Linked DNA regions of Triticum aestivum: region 1 is linked to region 2. The links are chromatin contacts, called in public Hi-C maps. All regions are on one chromosome and are shown on one strand. The core of a region is the stretch at or near the end of the contact, and the rest is flanking DNA. Distances in the headings are between cores, read along the strand shown.

Region 1 (7,195 bases), core at 1,061-3,560, 360 kb before region 2:
GCTCTCGGCCCCCGTCGCTTTCGGAGCTCCGAGCCCCTCGGCGCGGAAAGCAACGGGGTGGGAGGGGCCGCACCAGCGAGGAGCGGAGCGCGTGCGCGCATCGGTCGGGGTAGGCAGCGACGTAGCCACGTTCGGACACGGCCGTGGCGGCAGACGGGCGGTAGATCGAACGGGCGCGTGCGTGCGAGAGGTTGGCGCGGGAGGCGACGGTGAGGAAGCACCGGCCGGCGTGGGACGGGGACGAAAGGCAAGGAAACGGAAAGCCGACGGATCCGCTTTGCGACTGGCTTTGGCAAGTTTTGCGGCTGGCTACACAAGTACATGCACGCGGTGTTTCACGGATATTTTTAAATTTCACGAACATTTGTGAAGCCTGTGAACATTTTAAAATCCGCAAAACTTTTTCAAATGCATGAAGATTGTTTGAAACCATGGATATTTTCACAATTCACAGACAGTTTATAAAAAGGCGTGTATTTTTAATTCACAACATTTTATGAAATCCCAAGGTTCTTTAAAACACGTAAATTTCTTCTCTAATCTCTAATGCTACTTCTGTATCAAAATATAAGACGTTTTAAATTAAACTACAAAGACGTCTTACATTTTGGTCCGGAAGGAGTACTACCTAAATACTCCGTAAATTAATATAAGATTTTTTAATCACTAAATAAGATATTTTTTAGTTACTAATTAGTGACCTGTAAAGAGTTTTATATTAGTTTATTATATACTACTTGAACAAGACATAAGGTTTTCTTTCCTGCCAAAATATTTCATTCAACCTTACGTACGTCCTTCCTTGCTTTCTTATTTTGATTTTCTCCTCCTATCTCGTTTTCTCCCACCGATTTTTCTTAAAAACCCTTTAACTTTGATAAGATAATATGTGATTAGAAAATAAAATACTAAAATTAGTTAGGTAAATCACGAGCATGATTTGACAAATATTTATTAATATGCTAGCCAGCGATTTTCTATCCATATTGATATGATTATGTATACATATGTGTGTGTATATAGACACACACACTAAGAACTGTGAAACATATGTCTATCACTAAGGCTGGTCATAGTGGGGAGTAATTTAGACTAGTAACATGCATATGTTAGTAGTCTATGTTACTACCTCTATAATGGGTAGTAACATATGTGTAGTGTCATGCATCACCTTATTTATTATTTTGTAGACTCATTGCATTGGGAACCGCTATGTGATGGTAACATATTATGTTACTCTATTTGCCTCTCTCTTCATTAATTATCTGACACATCATCTTTTTTGCTTATGTGGCATGTATATTACTACCTAAGTTACCCCCACTATGGCTAGCCTAAGAACCGTGAACGAGTTTTCCCGTAGCAATGATTGGTGATAGCACTTAAAACAACGGACTCCCTAGTTTGTCTATATCATTCTCCGAGGCATTAAGACCCTATCAATGGGTCACCACATGTCTTCACTAATACTAATAAATATCTCATGTCTTCTTATTCTCTCTCATATGCTTTTCGTCTTGGTGGCTACCACACCCACTATACTACATGCCGGCATGGACACATCCAAGTATCATTGTCGATAATGCACAACTTTGCCACTTCGCCTGTGCACCCCTCTATACCACGGGGCCACGACGCCCCCCTACACACCAACACACACAAGCCATTGTTGTTGGCAATCCCTTTTAGCCTCCTCACATGATATTCAGTCACCATTTTCTTTTTTCAAAAATGCCTTGAATATTGATTCTCAAATTCATGATATTGTGACCCTAAAAAACTACTCCCTCCGTTCCAAAATAGATGACCCAACTTTGTACTAAGTTAGTACAAAGTTGGGTCATCTATTTTGGAACGGAGGGAGTATGTGTTTTGCGAGGTCCGAATAAATCATGTTAATGTGGAGTAACTGGGAACCCACTGTTTGTTTACACTAACTGAAAACTCACTTAGCCCAAAATAACAAGCAATTATTTTTTTGACAGGAATAAGTCTCACTATTAATCCCCTAAAAGAAAGTCTCATTAAACAAACGGCAATGCTACACGTACAAACGATTTACAGGCTTTTACAGGATGATTAACCTTGATTGATCAATAGGTGAGCGGGGCAGCCCACGCCCCTGAAAATCAAGAGGGAAAAGGTTTGTGATTGGTTGTTAGATGAAAGGAGCGTGTAAAAGCATGTAAGTCTTTGTATGTCTAGCATTTTTGTTAAACAAAAGCCCGGGGCCAAGCAGCCAAAATGGGTAACCAGAGTCAATGGGACAGCCAACCAGGGTCTCCCTCCCTGGCAAGTGCCAACCACACTCGCCCCACACGGTCGCACCGTGCTAGTGCCAGTGCTACTGTGCGGCTGCGCCCAGCTCGCCCACATGCCCCGAGCTTCCAACCCAAGCAAACCCCACGCCACCCCCACCACCCGACGGCTCGCGACGCGGAGCTCCGCCCCAGCCGAGGTCCCCGCCGCCGTGCTCCCGCACCGGGTCCCGGGCCTCCCCCACTGTCTCACTCCATTGCGACGGCGGCACCCGCCGCCGCCGCGTCCCATGGCCACCATGCTTTCCCAAACCCTACACATGCTGCTGCTGCTGCTCGTCACGGCCGTTCGCGCGTCTGGCGGCGGCGGCGGCGAGCGGGGGTCCCTGCTCAGGTTCAAGGCGGCCGTGACCGCCGACCCGGGCGGGCTCCTCCGCGACTGGTCCCCGGCGTCGGCCGACCACTGCCTCTGGCCGGGCGTGTCCTGCGGCGCGTCCGGCGAGGTCGTGGCGCTCAACGTCTCCTCCTCCCCCGGCCGCCGCCTGGCGGGCGCGCTCTCCCCGTCCGTCGCGGCGCTGCGCGGCCTCCGCGTGCTCGCGCTCCCCTCCCACGCGCTCTCGGGCTCGCTCCCCGCCGCGATCTGGTCGCTGCGCCGCCTCCTCGTGCTCGACCTCTCCGGCAACCGCCTCCAGGGCGAGATCCCGCCGTCGCTCGCCTGCGCCGCGCTGCAGACGCTGGACCTCGCCTACAACCAGCTCAACGGCTCCGTGCCCGCCGCGCTCGGCTCGCTCTTGGTGCTGCGGCGCCTCTCGCTTGCATCCAACCGCCTGGGCGGCGCCATCCCGGACGAACTGGGCGGTGCCGGCTGCCGCAGCCTGCAGTTCCTCGATCTCTCCGGGAACCTCCTCGTCGGCGGCATCCCCCGGAGCTTGGGGAACTGCAGCAAGCTGGAGGCGCTCTTGCTCTCCTCCAACCTGCTGGATGACGTCATCCCGCCGGAGATCGGACGCCTCAGCAATTTGCGTGCTTTGGATGTGTCGAGGAACAGTCTGAGCGGCCCTGTGCCAGCGGAGCTCGGTGGTTGTGTTGAAATTTCAGTGCTAGTGCTGTCCAACCCTTATGCGCTGGTTGGTGGTTTGAATGCATCGGATGGTGAGGATGTTGAGGACTTCAACTATTTCGAGGGAGGGATTCCGGATGTTGTTGCTGCGTTGCCGAAGCTGAGGGTGTTATGGGCGCCAAGGGCTACGCTGGAGGGGGAGTTGCCGGGGAACTGGACTTCTTGCCATAGCTTGGAGATGATGAACTTGGGAGAGAATCTAATCTCTGGTGGAATTCCTAAAGGGCTGTTGGACTGCAAGCATCTTAAGTTCCTGAATTTGAGCTCGAACAAGTTAACAGGTTCAGTTGACGCATCACTTCCTGTGCCCTGCATGGATGTGTTTGATGTCAGCGGAAACCGACTGTCTGGCTCGATTCCAGTGTTTCTCTCAAAGGATTGCCCTTCATCTCAGCTCCCATTTGATGACCTGGTGTCAGAATACTCTTCCTTCTTTGCATATCAGGCGATGGCAGGCTTCTTTTCATCGTCAGCAGTCATGGCTATGGATTTGACGAGTTGCCATAGTTTTGCCCAGAACAATTTTACTGGAACAGTGACATCCTTGCCGATTGCTGCCGAGAAGCTGGGAATGCAGGGGTCCTATGCTTTCCTTGCTGATGGGAATAATCTTGTTGGTGAGTTGCAACCTGGCCTATTCAGTAAGTGCAACAGTTCAAGGGGTTTCATGGTGGACGTTAGCAACAACCTGATAACAGGAGGTATTCCTATAGAGATTGGATCATTGTGCAGTTCTCTTGTTGTTCTTGGTGCTGCTGGTAACCGCCTTTCTGGTTTGATACCACCAAGTATTGGACAGTTGACTTATCTTATCAGCCTGGATTTGAGTAGGAACCAGCTTCGTGGTGAAATTCCGACTTCTGTCAAGAGCTTACCGCATTTGGAGCTACTTTCTTTGGGTCATAACCTTCTAAATGGAACTATTCCAAATGATATTAATCAGCTGCAGTCTCTGAAGGTTTTGGACCTGTCCTCAAACCTCCTCGCTGGAGAGATCCCTCGTGCACTCGCTGACTTGACAAATCTCACTGCCCTCCTCCTTGATAATAATAAACTTACTGGGAAGATACCAGCTGAATTTGCCAATGCGGCATCTCTTACCATGTTTAACGTGTCATTCAACAATTTGTCTGGTCCAGTGCCAACAAATAGCAGTGCAGTTGGATGTGACAGCATTATTGGAAATCCTTTGCTACAATCTTGTCACACGTATACCCTGGCTGTTCCCTCCGCAGCTCAGCAGGGTCGTGATCTGAATTCATACGACAACGATACAGCGCCTGTGGATCCACAAAACCAAGGAGGAAACAGTTCATTCAATGCAATTGAAATAGCTTCGATAACATCAGCAACAGCTATTGTTTCAGTCCTTCTTGCTCTGATTGTACTATTTATTTACACAAGAAAGTGCGCACCCTTTATGTCAGCTCGATCATCTGGAAGAAGGGAAGTTATAATCTTCCAAGAAATCGGAGTGCCGATCACTTATGAGACTGTTGTTCGAGCTACTGGAACTTTCAACGCAAGCAATTGCATTGGAAGTGGGGGTTTTGGAGCCACTTACAAAGCTGAAATTTCACCTGGAGTCTTGGTAGCTATAAAGAGGCTTTCTGTTGGGAGATTGCAAGGATGGGAACAGTTCCATGCTGAGATCAAAACTCTTGGGAGATTAAGACATCCCAATCTTGTTACCTTGGTAGGCTACCATCTTGGTGAATCTGAAATGTTTCTCATATATAACTACTTGCCTGGAGGAAATCTTGAGAGATTCATACAAGAGAGATCAAAGAGACCAGTAGAGTGGAAGAGGCTGCACAAGATTGCTCTGGACATTGCAAAAGCACTCGCTTATCTGCATGACACCTGTGTTCCTAGGATCCTTCATCGTGACGTGAAACCAAACAATATTTTGTTGGACACTAACCATAATGCTTACCTCTCAGACTTTGGACTGGCAAGGCTCTTGGGAAATTCGGAAACCCATGCAACCACTGGTGTTGCGGGAACTTTTGGATATGTTGCTCCAGAATATGCTATGACTTGCCGTGTTTCAGATAAAGCCGATGTTTATAGCTATGGTGTTGTACTGATGGAGCTAATATCAGACAAGAAGGCCTTGGATCCATCATTTTCTCCTTATGGTAATGGGTTTAACATAGTTGCCTGGGCATGCATGCTGCTCAAGCAAGGCCGTGCTCGTGATTTCTTCGTCGATGGTTTGTGGGATGTGGGCCCGCATGATGACTTGGTAGAGGTGTTGCATTTAGCAGTGATGTGCACCGTTGAATCGCTCTCTATACGACCAACTATGAAGCTAGTTGTTCAACGACTAAAGCAACTCCAGCCTCCAATACGTGAACACCGATGAGGGCGCATGATTCACATACTGAACTTGTAGAAGGTACAGATAACTGTAACTTGGGCCCCTTGATGATTTTTCTTCTTCTAATCAATCGTTTAACTAGATTGTATCTTGTAGATCCCAGCTTTGTATAATATAGTTCTCCACTTAATTGCCAACTACTGTATCTGCAGATATGACAAGCAGATATAAATTAACAATCTTAGTTCTAAAGATTTGATTCACGATTGGCTGACTCCATCTTGTTGTATCGTTTACAAGATTATTCAGTGTCTTGATATTGATAAATGCATCCACAAAATTTTGATGTCCTCGTCCACAAAGTTGCATGTTCAGTGTGTGCACATCATCTGCTAAAGTTTTGGTATGGATATATTTCTCATTGTTTGCTAAACTTGTATATGGAGAAATGTGTTGATGTGATCAATTAATTCAGCATGTAGAAATTATGTACACCATCCAGGAACCGCAAGCAGAATATGCAACTTTTTGGTTCAGTTGACACATTTGTGTCTTGTGTTACTGATTTTTATCTTCTCTGGTTAGAAAGATGAACAGTTACCATTTTGCCTTGTTGGGAGACCCACTGAAGAACCTCACAACTCTCACCAGTTGAAGAAAATTGTAAAAAAACATGGCCTGATATTGTTGCTGTTAGCTTATACTCCCTCCGTTCGGAATTACTTGTCGCAGAAGTGTATGTATCTAGATGTATTTTAGTTCTAGATACATCCATTTTCGAGACAAGTAATTCCGAACGGAGGGAGTAGTATTAACTGAGAACAGGGGACACCACCATCACATCCGCACGATGCACGATAAGAGAAGCTAGACGTATTTTAGTTCTAGATACATCCATTTTCGAGACAAGTAATTCCAAACGGAGGGAGTAATATTAACTGAGAACAGGGGACACCACCATCACATCCGCACGATGCACGATAAGAGAAGCTAGTCCCCATGTAACGAATCCATTCCATGTATTGCCAGTGCAAAATCCAATCCTGAGATCAATTTATCTCACGGCGCGAAACAGTAAACAACCCAAGGAGAAGAGAAACCTATCTGAACCTGTCTGTGGCTACGTACGTACTACTCATGTGTGGTTTGCCGATCAGTTCTTGGCGGCGGTCCATTCCTGGAAGCGGCGGAGGCTGGCGGGGAAGTCGGTGAAGAGGCCGTCGACGCCGACGGTGTTGAGCCAGTAGTCGTACTCGGCGTAGGGGTCCTGCCGGAAGTTGTAGTGCAGGAAGCGGTTCTCGTTCCGGTACGTGTAGGGGTGCACCTGCAGGCCCCTGGCGTGCGCCATGGCCACCATGTCCGTCGGCGTCGCCAGCTTGTTCTCCCTGGTCGGCGGCACCACCGTGTCCTTCCACGGCCCGATCCCCACCACGTACTCCCTCATGTAGTCCAGGTACTCGTCCGAGGTGATCTCCTCGTACGACTGGTCCGTGT
Region 2 (6,319 bases), core at 1,655-4,154:
TGTGTTGTGCATTCATGAGTGTAATATTACATGACTGCCAGCAAAATGCAAAAGTCGTGGAAATGTTCATGGTTACATTTTTTTTCCGTTTCAGTGATACCATGGGCAAGATAAAGAACATAAAAAGTAAAGCCTGAGAAAACTGATTTTCTTCTATGAAAATCAGGTATACTTGAACAAGTTATCAATCTTAGACAAACATATACTGGTTTAAACGAAAAGTACATAGCAACTTATTTACCTGCAATATATATGAGAATGGTGTCCACCTGACCTGTGACATCATGGAGTGTTAGAATGCTAACATTTCATATGGTAATCTGATCAAATGAAGAGACATAGCAACAGTGGTGATATCAAAGAAATGATCAAAGAAGCATCAAAACGAAGGACCAATCACCTTTTGCTGGTTAGCGGACCAAGAACTGATAAAAGCAAAGGGGAACCATGATACATCAAACCTGAAAAACAGATCATTCAACAGGCTGGACCATCATTTACAAGTTCACACTGTTAACACGTCAACATTACAAAGAGCAAAATATCATGGCTAATTGCTAAGATTTATGATGTAATCACAAGAAGCATCTAGGCCTCTGATTCTAAGTAGGAGTCATTCAGTTATATCATATTTCATCCGTCAGGAGTTATCAGTAGTTCATTACAGATGTGAACATGAAATAGCGCCTATCAGTACTCAATACAAACACAGCAAGCATTTTAAAAATTGCTCTGTAGTTCCTAATAATACCACCTCCCACCCGACTATCCTGGCCTCAAAATTTTGCTCATTCTGATGCAAATGTGAAGTGCTACTAAAAGTTGGCAAAGCGAGCAAAGAGGCGAGGTGCGTAACGTACCGGAATAGGGTGACATGGACGCTTGCTTCAGCCAGTATCCTTCTGCCACTGCAACATACACAGGAGGCAAACGAGAATGCCGACATCACAAAAGGGATGGGGTTTGCAGGGGAAGGACTGAGAGCAAGGAGGTGTGCTTACGGCGGCGGAGGGACGTGAGGGGGGTGGAGACCTCCGGGCGGGAGGCAAGGTGGAGGTCTCCGCCGAAGAGCACCAGAACGAGGCGGAACCCGACGGCCGCGACAGCCATCGACCAGTAGTGTCGGATCGCCATTGCCGCTGATCAGTGGCGGATCTAGGATTTGCAAATATGACATGTTAACATACTAATTATAATTTACCAATAGCACTATCATAATCCACCTGATTGGACACAGCAAATTCTGTGTTAAATCATAATTCACCTGATTGGACACAGCGAAAATTTGCATTCTACTCCCTCCGTTCCCAAATACTTGTCTTTCTAGGCATTTCAAATGGACTCAACATGCGGATGTATGTAGACATATTTTAAAGTGTAGATTCACTCATTTTGCACCGTATGTAGTCACTTGTTGAAATCTCTAGAAAGACAAATATTTAGGAATAGAGGGAGTAGTAGTTTTCTTCACTGGTACGTTAAATAAGGAGTTTCGTTTCGTACTTACACAATTTAAAACGATTGTTATGGAGAGAATAAGAAAACCACTCCACTATATATTAGTCGTATACACGAGTACTATATGGACGCAGCTTCATTGACTTAGTGCACCTGCCTTTGGGCGTCCGGCAGCCGCCCATTCCGCACTCGGCAGCAGTCCTGCCCTGCGGCCGGCGGTGTGCAGTTGCAGGGGCCAGCCGATTTGAGGTACCTTTTCTCCATTCCCCATGTTTTGGTTAGTCTCATTACGAATTTAAGGTTTATATTCATGGATTATCAGGTGGATTATGACAGTGCTATCTGCCACGTACATTAACACATACACATAACTTTGCACATAATTTCTTGTGTCCAATTATGTCATCATGATTGATACTTTTTTTTGAGGGAATCATAATTGATACTAGAATGTAATTCTAGCCCTTGTAGTTATTGTGGCCATATAGGCACACAAAACAGCAACCAAACCAGCAGCTTGCACTATCAGCGAATCTCGGGTCTTGCCGTTGTCATCCATCTATATAAATTCAGCACATATTTATAAATTAATAAAGGCATGGGAACTGATAATATTGACATTATTTGCATCATCAAAACAAAATAAATACATGAACACATTGTTCAGGAAGTTAACTCACATAGATCTATGATAATCAAAAAAATTAGCTCACAAATATATGCACTTTTCTTTCCTACCTACTGATTCCTTCTAATTTCCACAAGTTAGCTCACACAGATCCATGATAATCAAAAAAATTACTAGCCCAATAGCTCACATAGATGCATGCTAATCACACAGATCTAGGAGAGGAGGTTCAGGACACGGCCTGTACATGCTAATCCCATGCATGTGCATCCCGGTAGTGGGTTGCATCTGCGTGGAGGGCAGGGGTGAACGCGTGAGCACGCGCATGTGTGCGTGTGGGTGCCGTGCCTGTACATGAGCGAGGGGAGCAGCTCCCATGGCCACGGCGGCCATGGCTGGGAGCTCGGCTCCGACCTAAACACGCCCGCGCCGGCCACGGCGGCCATGGCCGGGAGCTCGGCTCCGGCCAAAACGCGTGCAGGGAACGGCAGCACTCCGCCTAGCCGCCTGCTCACATCCGCATCGGTAGAAGCAGCAGCGCAAGGGCAGAGAGAGATGAGAGGGATCCGAGAGGGATGGGGACAGATGGAAGAGGGATGGGAGGAGGAGAGTCCAACCTCTGCGCGGAGAGGATGCGCGCCGGCGAGTGCCCACGAGGCGACGGGGCGGCGAGATCCGTTCGCAGGAGAGAGGAGAGGGGTGGGGAGAGCGGCGCGAATGCGGGTGTGAATCGATAGGGAGAGAAACCCTAGCCCTCTTCGCTCGCGTGGGTGCAGGCGCGGATGCAAACTCGCGGAAACGGCCGAAACTTGCGTGCGAGCTCAGCCTGGCTGGGGGGCCTATTTTGCATCAGTCGGGCCTGGCCCAAAACGACGCACAGCCTACCAAACGTTGCGAAAATTGCACGGTGAGTGCAATGCAGGTGCGAGGCAAGAAACCAAACACGCCCTTAGTAAACGAGCCAGCCCGTGGCACGTTTTAGCACGTTGGGTCGTGTGATTTTTAGCTTTTAAGGTCATACTAGTAAAAGGGCCCGTGTGTTGCAACAGAAAGAAAAATTATAATCTTCAATGGTCATGACCACATTTTGCTGCATCACCGAGATATCACTCTAAATTTCGTTAAATCATGAACAATTTTTACATCATAAAGATTTTTTAAAACTAATGAACATATTTGAAATCATGAACATTTTTCAAATTCGTGAACACATTTACAAATTTTCAAAAAAATCTAAAATCAAGACCATTTTTGAATTCATGAATATTTAATACTATTTACAAATATATTTTTATAATTGTGAAATTTTTAAAAACAATTTTCTTGAATCGGCGAACATTTCTAGAATTGACGAACCGTTTTTTGGAAATTGGTGGAACGTTTTTGTAATTCATGAATTATTATTTTTTGAATTAACGAACATTTTTTGAAATGCATGATCCTTTTTCTAATCAGCAAACACTTCATGAAAGTATAATCTATTTTGTAAGTCACGAACAACTTTTGAATTTTTAGGATACTTTTCCATTCATGAACATTTTTTGAATTGGCGAAATTTTGTTCAATTTCATTAATATTTTTTCATACATGAACTTTACAAAAATCATGAACATCTTTTGATTCTCGAACATTTGTTTTCTAAATTTTGAACATTTTTCAAATAAGCAAATATTTTTTTCAATCCACAAGTTTTTTATGATTTATTAAACATTTTATTTTTAAATTCCCATTTTTAAAAAATCAGATTTTTTTTTCAAATACCAAATTATTTAAAGTAGAAACATACGAAAACAGAAAAGAAAAAGGAAAAAAAATGAAAAAAGGCCGCCCGGACATGGGGCGGCCCAAACGGACGTGTTGCGTCTTCTCCCAACACGCAGAGCGCAGTATAGGAGATCCCTACTACATGGGCCGGCACAGATGAGGGATTCTCCTGTGTAAAATGTTTTTTGTCACTTATAGATGGCATTGGTGGGTAATATTTTGTAACTTTGGGGGGCAATTTTCATGACGTACCGCCAGAAGCAATAACCCTTTTATTATTCGGTATAGATATGTGGGCCCCTGTTGCCAGCCTCTATGCCCCCCAGGGCACTGGCCAGTGCATCTCGTGTGCTGGGCACAACCCGTTTAGCCCGTGTCGTGTCTTGTGCTGGGCACAACCCGTTTAGCCCGTGTCATGTCGTGCATGCGTGCTACTGGGCCGACCCAGTTGGCACGGTCCTTTGTCCAGCTCTCTGTGTGGGAGGCTGAAAGATCGTGGATGTCGCCTAGAGGGGGGTGAATAGGTGTTTTAAAATAATTACGTTTTAGGCTTGAACAAATGCGGAATAAACCTAGCGGTTAATTTGTCAAGCATAAAATCTACAATAACTAGGCTCACCTATGTGCACCAACAATTTATGCTAAGCAAGATAAGAAACTATGTGATAGCAAGATATATGACAGAGAACAATATGGCTATCACAAAGTAAAGTGCATAAGTAAAGAGCTCGAGTAAGAGATAACCGAGGCACGTGGAGACGACGATGTATCCCGAAGTTCACACCCTTGTGGATGCTAATCTTCGTTTGGAGCGGTGTGGAGGCACAATGCTCCCCAAGAAGCCACTAGGGCCACTGTAATCTCCTCACACCCTCGCACAATGCAAGATGCCGTGATTCCACTAAGGGACCCTTGAGGGCGGTCACCGAACCCGTACAAATGGCAACCCTTGAGGGCGGTCACCGAACCCGTACACTTTGGCAACCCTTGGGGGCGGTCACCGGTACCCGTCAAATTGCTCGGGGCGATCTCCACAACCTAATTGGAGACCCCGACGCTTGCCCAGAGCTTTACACCACAATGATTGAGCTCCGAACACCACCAACCGTCTAGGGCGCCCAAGCACCCAAGAGGAACAAGCTCAAGGGTACCAAGCACCCAAGAGTAATAAGCTTCTCAACTTGTAACTTCCACGTATCACCGTGGAGAACTCAAACCGATGCACCAAATGCAATGGCAAGGGCACACGGAGTGCCGAAGTCCTTCTCTCTCAAATCCCACCAAAGCAACTAATGCTAGGGAGGAAAGTGATAGGAAGAACAAGAAGGAGAACACCAAGAACTCCAAGATCTAGATCCAAGGGGTTCCCCTCACATAGAGGGGAAAGTCATTGGCGAAAATATGGATCTAGATCTCCTCTCTCTGTTCCCTCAAAAACTAGCAAGAATTCGTGGAGGGATTGAGAGATAGCAAGCTCGAAGAAGGTCAACAATGGGGGAAGAACACGAGCTTAAAAGGATAAGACTTAAGGGGGAAGAAGACCCCCTTTTATAGGGGGGAGAAAATCCAACCGTTATGCAGCCCGAGCCCGCATCTGGGCGGTACTACCGCTGCCACAACGATACTACCACTGTGGCAAGCAGGCATAGGGCAACCAAGACAGAGGAAGGAGGAGTACACGCACTACTGCGGTACTACCGCCCTGAGTGCGGTACTACGCTTATAGGCGGTACTACTGCTCCCTACAGCCGCTGGGAAGCAGAGGAGGGTAGAGTGCATAGCAGCAGTTGGGGCGGAAGTAGAAAGCGGTACTACCGCTTACAAGCGGTACTACCGCGCCCTACTACCGCTCCCCTGCGTGGTCCTTTATGGAAACCCGACACCAAAAATCGAGACCACAACAGGGGTGGCAGTACCAGTGGTACTAGGCAGCGGTACTACCGCCTATGGGCGGTACTACCGCCCTGACCGCAGTACTACCGCTGGAGCAACAAGAAAACCCTGAACCGCCATAACTTCTGCAAATGAGCTCCGAATTGAGCAAACTCAAGCTTGTTTGATAGAGGAAGATGAGTAGCACTCCATCAGAGAAGAACCGGCATAACCTCCAACATTGAAAACACCATAGAAGATGCATGTGAACTCCGTTTTTGATGAACACGAGCTTGTCATCAAGATGACCATGAGCTCTAAGACTCACAAAGAGAAGAACCAAACAAGAACCAATAAAGATTATGCAAGCATGCAATGGTTTGATCTCTCTACAAACGATACGATCAAGTTACTTGTTGAGAGCCCCCGTTGATAGTACGGCAAACGATCCTATAACCCGGTCTCCCAACTACCACCATGAGACCGGTAAAATAGAAAACCTATCAAGGGCAAACCTTTGCCATGCACATAGTCCACTTGAGCTGGATGATGACGATCTTGACTTCCTCAAGTTGGACCACCTTTCTTGATTGTGTT

The links. Hi-C and Micro-C count contacts between places; a contact is called where the count stands out from the background.
Region 1: a contact with region 2 is called in a Hi-C map of leaf, with 7 times the contacts expected there. The contact joins the promoter of LOC123044281 here to the promoter of LOC123044279 in region 2. A contact is called at or near these places in 3 of 5 Hi-C or Micro-C datasets (all in leaf).

What each region holds. Positions count from the first base shown.
Region 1 is chr2B:190,774,369-190,781,563 of IWGSC CS RefSeq v2.1, reverse strand. It overlaps LOC123044281 (LRR receptor-like serine/threonine-protein kinase RPK2), which reads left to right and starts at 2,310. Exons shown (of 1, transcript XM_044466986.1): 1 at 2,310-5,980. The coding sequence starts at 2,375. The coding sequence ends at 5,746. LOC123044282 (glycerophosphodiester phosphodiesterase GDPD6) reads right to left here. Exons shown (of 5, transcript XM_044466987.1): 5 at 6,704-7,195. The coding sequence ends at 6,855.
Region 2 is chr2B:190,420,354-190,426,672 of IWGSC CS RefSeq v2.1, reverse strand. It overlaps LOC123044279 (phosphatidylinositol glycan anchor biosynthesis class U protein), which reads right to left and starts at 2,904. Exons shown (of 15, transcript XM_044466983.1): 1 at 2,704-2,904; 2 at 1,002-1,155; 3 at 861-908; 4 at 401-461; 5 at 242-274. The coding sequence starts at 1,134.